2 separate regions of the Mus musculus genome follow, and region 2 is linked to region 1. Evidence: chromatin contacts called from public Hi-C data. All regions are on one chromosome and are shown on one strand. The core of a region is the stretch at or near the end of the contact, and the rest is flanking DNA. Distances in the headings are between cores, read along the strand shown. Region 1 has its middle 13 kb from the start of Gm41071. Region 2 overlaps Snx18 (sorting nexin 18).

Region 1 (3,611 bases), core at 94-2,593:
CCACCTTCTACATGGTTTATTCAATTTATACTTTTCTATGTCTAGGTGCCTTGCTGGACCCAATGGGATTGTGGGAATCTCAAGCTAACTAAAGAAATGAACTCAGAGTTCCTCTCAACCCACCTCATCTTCTCAGCAACCCCCCAGAAGATGCATTGTTTTTCTGGGCTAGTAAACTGAGGTCCGGCAAGATGCTTAGTCCATGCTTGCCCATGATACAGAGAATCTAATGAGTGAAGAGAGAGCCAGGTTACCTGAGAGCTTGCTGCTGTTGAGTGAGGATATTCTCTAGGGCACACGCTGTGGGAAGGCATGCATGGGGTTACCAGTCACCAACTTCTTGTCGGTCCTGCATATAGCAGCTGCTGTTCATCTTGGCACTCGTGAGACTGCTGTGCCCTCAGTCAAAGTACTTTTGGCCTTTGAGTCTTGTCATGGAGAAGTTGGAGCTAGGCCTTTGTCCTCTCCTTACCTTTGAGACTCTCCTGGAAAGTCTTTCTCCTCTGTATTTTGTGTCTCCTGGACAGTTCCTCTACAGGGGCCTCCTCTTCTTGATTCAGGGACATGGTGGGACCCAGACCACACAGAATAGGCAGCCCCAAAGTGTCATCTTGTGCTGGGAGAGGGAACAGGGATGCCTATGCTGCTTTGGTTCCAGTCCTGATGGTCACACTCTCAAAATGGCCTCTGGCTACAATTGGCAAACATAACTTTATGTGTGTTGAATCTGATGTGATTTCAAAATAGAGGCTCATGTTCTATATTATTTGTATTTCCTTTGTTTTTAGTAATCCATTCTTATTATAATTTTATAAGAGCTTTGGCCCATTGTGAACTGGAGAAAAAGAAAAATAAAACTGGCTCTTGAACACAGATATGTTGAAAAACCCCACAGATACCAAAACCAAGAGTTCAGAGTTGATAGGCCTTGCCTCTGGCTTTTTAAGTAACCCCACGCAGAAGTGGGGAGACCCTGACCTATGGCTGCTCATGGCCTTTCTGGGATGCTAGGAGGTGGTCCATATAATATTTCCCCACCAAGGGCAAAGCTTTCTTATTTCCCATTCTGCTTCTCTTCCTATGCCCAGAGCTGCGCCAACCTTGCTGCTTCTCAATGAAAGCTTTTAAGGAGTTCTTTTTTTCTTTTCAGTCAGTATTTTTCATGAGAGTGCATGCTCCTCACATATTTCACATGGCCTGAATTTTTTATGAATCCAAGAACAAATGTATTTTTGGCTAAGACCGACACATATTTTTGGAGTCGGAGGGCTGTACATTTGTCTCCTGGCAAACATAATGTGAAGCAGATGGAACTGCATGCGGCACGCTTTCATTCTGCAGTCGGCTTCGGGTGTCCTGCTGGGAAACTGCATCCTTTAGGAAGTCTGTTAACACTTCCATGGAAACTGACGTGGTACCCACCGCCTCCTCCTGGAGGGATACATCACCCTGCTAACACAGAGCGAGTCGAGTGACTCTTCAGATTGCTTCTGGTCAGTGGTGTTGTGACCTTTGCTTTACTTGGAAGGGAGCTTTTGAAGTAGACTTGACCAGTGAGCGAATGAGGGAGAGGACGGAGAGTGTTCCTGGCAGGGAGCTAAGTCCAAAGCCTCAAAGGACTGCTGTGATCAGATAAGAACAAGCCCCCCCCCCCAACTATTATTTCCATGTCATTTGCAGTTTTGTGATAGAGCAAGGTAATGTCCCAGGGAACCCTGCATTGCACAGAACTGGACCAGTCCAGTCCACTCAATGGGTTACTTATCAATAATTAGATTCAGAAGTGACTTATGACGTCGGATAAGTCATCTTGACACAACTCCAGTGTTTGGGTCTAATCTTACTTTGGGCCATTTTTGGTTTCGTTTCTCTTTATTTTATTTTCAGGCTCCCACTATGAAGCCTAGTCTGACTTTATAATCCTCCTGCCTCAATCTCCTAAATGGGATAATAGACCTGTGCCACCTTGCTTGATTCTTTGGGCCACTGTTGCCCCACTATGTATAAAAAATAATTTCTTGAACAAGTGAAAAATAAATGAAATTGAGATCCAGAGAAAGTAAGTCTTTTGTCAAAAATGAGAGTTCAAACCATACGTAGTGAGGAAATTTCCAAGAAGGCCAGAAGGCTTGGTTTCAGTGATCACAGATCTTGGAATTACCCTACATTCATCAGTCTAGACTTGGATTGACTTGCCCTTGGCTACTACACAAGGTAAAACCTTGCAACCCATGGGCTAGGTTTGGTTCCCAATGGACAGGAATTCTGCTCATTTCTACCAAGAGCTCTTGGATCTCAGTATGTCAAAGCAGTTTCGGGTGACTGTTGTGTGATCATTTCACATTATCTTGTTTTACTCAAGGAAGTAAAAGCTCTTGATGGAAGGCTAGACACTGTTACCATGCTCCAAGGCAGAGGTCTGTTTCAACTCTGCTGTGACTGGAGCTAGGCTGGCAGATTTCAATCTCTCGATAAAATAAGGGTAAAGAAAAGACTGGTTTAAACATCTTACAACAGGCTAAGATTTCAAAAGTTTAACAGTTTTGAGAGAAAAGAAGAGTCAGGATGTGAATGAGGTCAGGGGGTCAAGTGGAGTAGGCTTGAGGGTCCCTGTATCTGGGGGAGGGATGAGTTGCTGTGGCTGGTTCGTGGCTTCACTGTTACTAGTGGATTCCCTAGACTTGGCCCTTGCCTGGGACAGTAATTCATTTATTATATGTACCTTAAGTTCCCACCATAGGTGGACCATCTGCTTTCTGCTGTGATTTAAATGAAAAGGAGGCTGTCTTTTCTCTCATGGGATCCATGAGATCATCCATGGGATATTGTCAAACTAGAATAACTCTCCTTGGTAAGACCTAGTTGTCCTCTGAGATGTCCTTTGCATTACTGTTACCCATTGAACTTCCAGTAGTTCCTTCATCTGTTGGCATCTCCAGCATCCAGACCATTGCCCTTTAGTATCCATGGGTACTCAGCCCAGGGAGTGGCACTATTAGAAGGTGTGGCATTGTTGGAGTAGATGTGGCACTGTGGGTGTGGACTTTACGACCTTTATCCTAGCTGCTTGGAAGTGAGCATTCTGCTAACAGCCTTCAGGTGAAGCTGTAGAACTCTTTTTTTTTTTTAATTGGTTTTTTGAGACAGGGTTTCTCTGTGTAGCCCTGGCTGTCCTGGAACTCACTTTGTAGAACAGGCTGGCCTCAAACTCAGAAATCTGCCTGCCTCTGCCTAACTCCTCCTGCACCATGCCTGCCTGGACACTGCCAAGTTCTCACCTTGATGATAATGGACTGTAAGCCAGCCCCAATTAAATGTTGTCCTTATGAGAGTTGTCTTGGTCATGGTATCTGTTCCCAGTAGTAAAACCCTAACTAAGATGCATGGAGAACCCATTCACCAATATACGTTCCAGTTCTTGGACCTTGTCTAATACAGTGCCATTTCCACCTAACCAACACCCTTAGTATCTCTCAGAACTGTTCCACCTCTGACATCTTAATCTACTAACTCCCTTTCAAGCTGAACCCTTACATTTCCAGACTTCTTTCCACTCCCCTTCGTTTGATCATTAGTCTCATTCAGACCATCTCATCATTTGATTTCTTTCA
Region 2 (3,518 bases), core at 591-3,090, 190 kb after region 1:
GCATACATAGTATAATTTAGTTACAAAGTGTGGTACTGTTTCTGCTACATAGCCATATTAACTGCTTCTTTCCTACATAATTATATATCCAGCCGGTTTCGGCTGAACACAAAGCCGTCCTTGTACCACCTAGAGTTGGCAACAGCTCTGAGAAGGCAGGTTTTGTTCTGCTGTGGAAATTATCGTTCAACTGAAAACAAGAGCGCGGTCCCATGTGCAGTCATTAGACGCTGTCGTATTTGTGAAGCGCCTCTTCCAACTTCTGGGTCACTTTTTGGAAAAATATTATTTGTTGTTGTAAAAAATGTTGCATCTGTGATTTAAAGTCTCTTACTCTAATTTGATGGAAGTGATGAATCTCGGCCAACGTGGCGAAGGAAATAGTGTTACAGCGGTCTTGAATGCCGTCAGCTTTTTGGACCTCCATCTTCCCTTCTTCCACGTGTCGCCTACTCTCCTTTACTTTGGTAAGAGCTCCTGTGGTCAAAGACAACAATTAATTAAAATACATACACACACACACACACACACACACACACACACACATGCACAAATCCCAATGACATAGCTAAGTAACAGGAACTTGGGTACCGTCAGTATTTGCCTAAACTTTTTCAGCAGCCTTTGGAATTCAAAATGGTGACTGTAAATACCAATTTATAAAGCAGCCTGACCAGCGCTCCAACCAATGTTCCATGCTGACCAAGCCTCTGTACTTAACAAAAAGGTACAAAAATTTGTCCTAAAGATAAACCCCCAAACCATACTTTTCGTTTTTACAGTGCTTAAGACTATTATACCCCTGCATATTAAGAGAATCATTATAATACCTTATAAAGGCTGAGTCCCCTTTCCTGAGGAAAAGAAATGTCACCACAGTGCTACTGTATAAGGTCAGAGCCGTCTCTGAAGCCTGTCAATACCAACTCAAGCTGGAAATCAAACGATGGTGGGGGAAGGGAGGGTGTCTGGGTAGTGTTGCCAGGGTACAATGAAGCTGTCAGGGCACCCAAGTTCATGCCAGGTTTACCCAGAGCCCGAGCCTACATGATGTGCCTGACAGCAGCGGGGGGATGGGGAGGGGGTAACGGATGCCTAGTCTGGCAGCAGCATCGTCTGGGAGACTTGCGTGGGTTTTAAGTTTGCTCTAATGACTGCTTCAGAAGGTCACCAAGGGTACCACAGCTTCTTATCTAGTACTGCTGGGCAGGGTGGGATCGGTCATTTTGGCAGGGGCCACACAAGAGGTGACTCTCCCTCCGAAGCACATGCCACACGGAAGGCAGAGGAGGCAGGACATGAAAGTATCTACTGGCTTCAGGGCTGAACAAGGTTGACGCTCACATGGTCTGAGCACATTTCAGCAGTTTTAGAATGGAGATGTCAAAGGCATCTAGAACTCATACAACTTAAGCAATCTAAAAGGCAGAGACTAGAGAACGTGGAAGCCAGGAGGGTGACCCAGCAGTCTGTGAGTGCAATGTCGAGGAGAAACCTATTCAGTTATGAGCTTGCGTTTACCCGGAGCTCACCTTGTCTCTAATTACCCTCAAATCTGAAAATTAAGAGAGCAAACCAGTATTCAACTAAGGCTAAATAAACAGTGTGCTTTTCAAAATGCTATGTTAGTACTTTTTGTAGAAAATGCAGGCTCACCTCACATATGCCACACTCTTCTACCACTGCGCTCTGGGGTGGCCCCGCCCTGCTTCACACTATCCAGAGTGGAAGTGAAAACCCGCCAACAGCAGATTTTACCAAGAGAAATGCACGTCTGTGGAGGAACGTACATACCACACATTTTTCATGAGCTCTTTCTAAATGAGATCTTTCACTGAGATGGGCAGAGTCCCAGAGCAGCAGGGCACAGCCCAGCAGGGGCAGACATCCGTGCGGGCATCATTCCACCCTGTCACTGAGAAAGATGCTTTGCTAGGCAGAGAGGCGGCAAGGATCCCCCTGAAGCAACTCATGGTTTCAAGACTGCCCCTTACCCCTGCTCAGCTAAGGAAGTATGACACCTTCAACCTTTCTCCTAGCCTGACAGCATCAGTGAAGTTTTAGCATGTGCCTGCTCTGTATCGTTGCTTGTGTGTTTTGAGACAGGGTCTTACTGTAAACTCCTAGCTGGCCTGGAACTCCCTTTGTAGACTGGGGGAAGGGGGAGAGGAAACCCACAGAGAAAGGTCTGCCTCTACCTCCTGAGTGCGGAATTAAAGATGTGCACCGTGCCTGGCCCTGCCTGCTTCATGGTAAAAAGACCCCTCCCAGCCGCATGCAGTTTTGTAATACAGTGAGTGTCTCTGTTACGTTTGTGCAGGCTTCCCATGTATGTACAGATATAAAAAATGAAAAGACCGGGAACTCAGAGAGGCAACACTCTAGAGAAAAAAAAAATCTCAAAAGACTCCCAAAGATAAAAAAAAATCCACGTTTTAAAATGACATGGAGGGAAGAGGGGAGGCCTTTGTGATTTGACTGTGTGCTTCTGGAGACCATAGTCCAGGACGCAAACACAAGAGATGAGCTCTACCACTGACCACCGAGCCATGTGTGCTCCCCATGGCTGCACAGTGCACGCCCTGCTCAGGTGCCTGTGCAGTATATAACATTTGTCTCACTGCGGTGTTCTGGCTCCCAGCCGTCAAGAGAGCTCAGGAGTGAAACATGGCCCAGGAGCGGGTGAATGTCCTCTAAGCTAAAGGATAAGGAACTCTGAACAGACAGAATTGCCAAGGCTTCCAAGTGTGAGTGTTTGTTCAAGGGGCCAAGAAAAAAATTCAGGACTGAGTGTTCTTCCACCTGTGACTCTGTTAGGTAAACAGTACAGAGCGGTTATTTTTACAACCCATGTAATGGCCTTAACGCAGTTAAGGAATACCGATGGCAAGCAAACCTAACGGGTTTAACATGCTGACTCTGCAGAACAGGTAAAATCTAACACGCGTACTCTAGCCCCAACCCTCTGTGAGCTCACCAGGGGACCATGTGGCAGGCAAGCACACTCAGGACTGGCACACCAGCCAGACTCAGTGACACAATACTACAAAGCTCAGAATTCTGAATGGGAGCCAGATGTGCCTTCCCAAAGGTACCACAAGTATGTCATGACAGAAAATGCCCCACAGGCTAGCTTCACTACGGTTGCTCAAAGGGTCAGCAAGATGCCATGTGTTGTGATAAGGGTAGTGGGGATATAGGAAGGAGATAAATTAAGGGATCATTGTCAAAAACAGCCCCGGTATAGGCTAGGCACCATGCACACTGCTCCTGCCCTTGCTACAGCTTACAGCAGATATTACTACTCCTACTTGAACAAGGGAAATGGAGAGCTGCTCCCTACGTGAACCTGAGAGTCACCCAGGTAACCCCGTAGTAAGAGGTGGGGTCTGAATGTGTACCTGATTTCAGAGCAAATACCCTGACTCAGCAGAAAAGGAGCGAGTGCCTGGACAGGCAAGCAGGGACGGTGGGCAGAGGGGAGCCCGTCCTGCCTACAGGTCAGCCAATGTTGCTCC

The links. Hi-C and Micro-C count contacts between places; a contact is called where the count stands out from the background.
Region 2: a Hi-C map of cerebellum shows a contact between it and region 1, with 1.8 times the contacts expected there. The contact joins two enhancer-like sites. A contact is called at or near these places in 8 of 484 Hi-C or Micro-C datasets (bone marrow-derived macrophages, cerebellum, cortical neurons and 5 more), 7 of 115 datasets of contacts at active chromatin or transcription factors (the HPC-7 cell line, cardiomyocytes, embryonic stem cells and 2 more) and 1 of 9 other capture datasets (bone marrow-derived macrophages).

Annotation. Positions count from the first base shown.
Region 1 is chr13:113,408,733-113,412,343 of GRCm38.p6, forward strand. No RefSeq gene overlaps it. Among named protein-coding and RNA genes, the nearest start is that of Gm41071, 13 kb to the right of the region's middle. Within about 2 kb of position 1,344, at least 22 of the 459 cell types and tissues checked have an H3K27ac peak or open chromatin away from gene starts, as enhancers often do. A contact at or near this core is called in cerebellum, where this site is marked.
Region 2 is chr13:113,594,386-113,597,903 of GRCm38.p6, forward strand. Snx18 (sorting nexin 18) reads right to left here. Exons shown (of 2, transcript NM_130796.4): 2 at 1-477. The coding sequence ends at 224. Among named protein-coding and RNA genes, the nearest start is that of Snx18, 22 kb to the right of the region's middle. Within about 2 kb of position 1,841, at least 84 of the 459 cell types and tissues checked have an H3K27ac peak or open chromatin away from gene starts, as enhancers often do. A contact at or near this core is called in cerebellum, where this site is marked.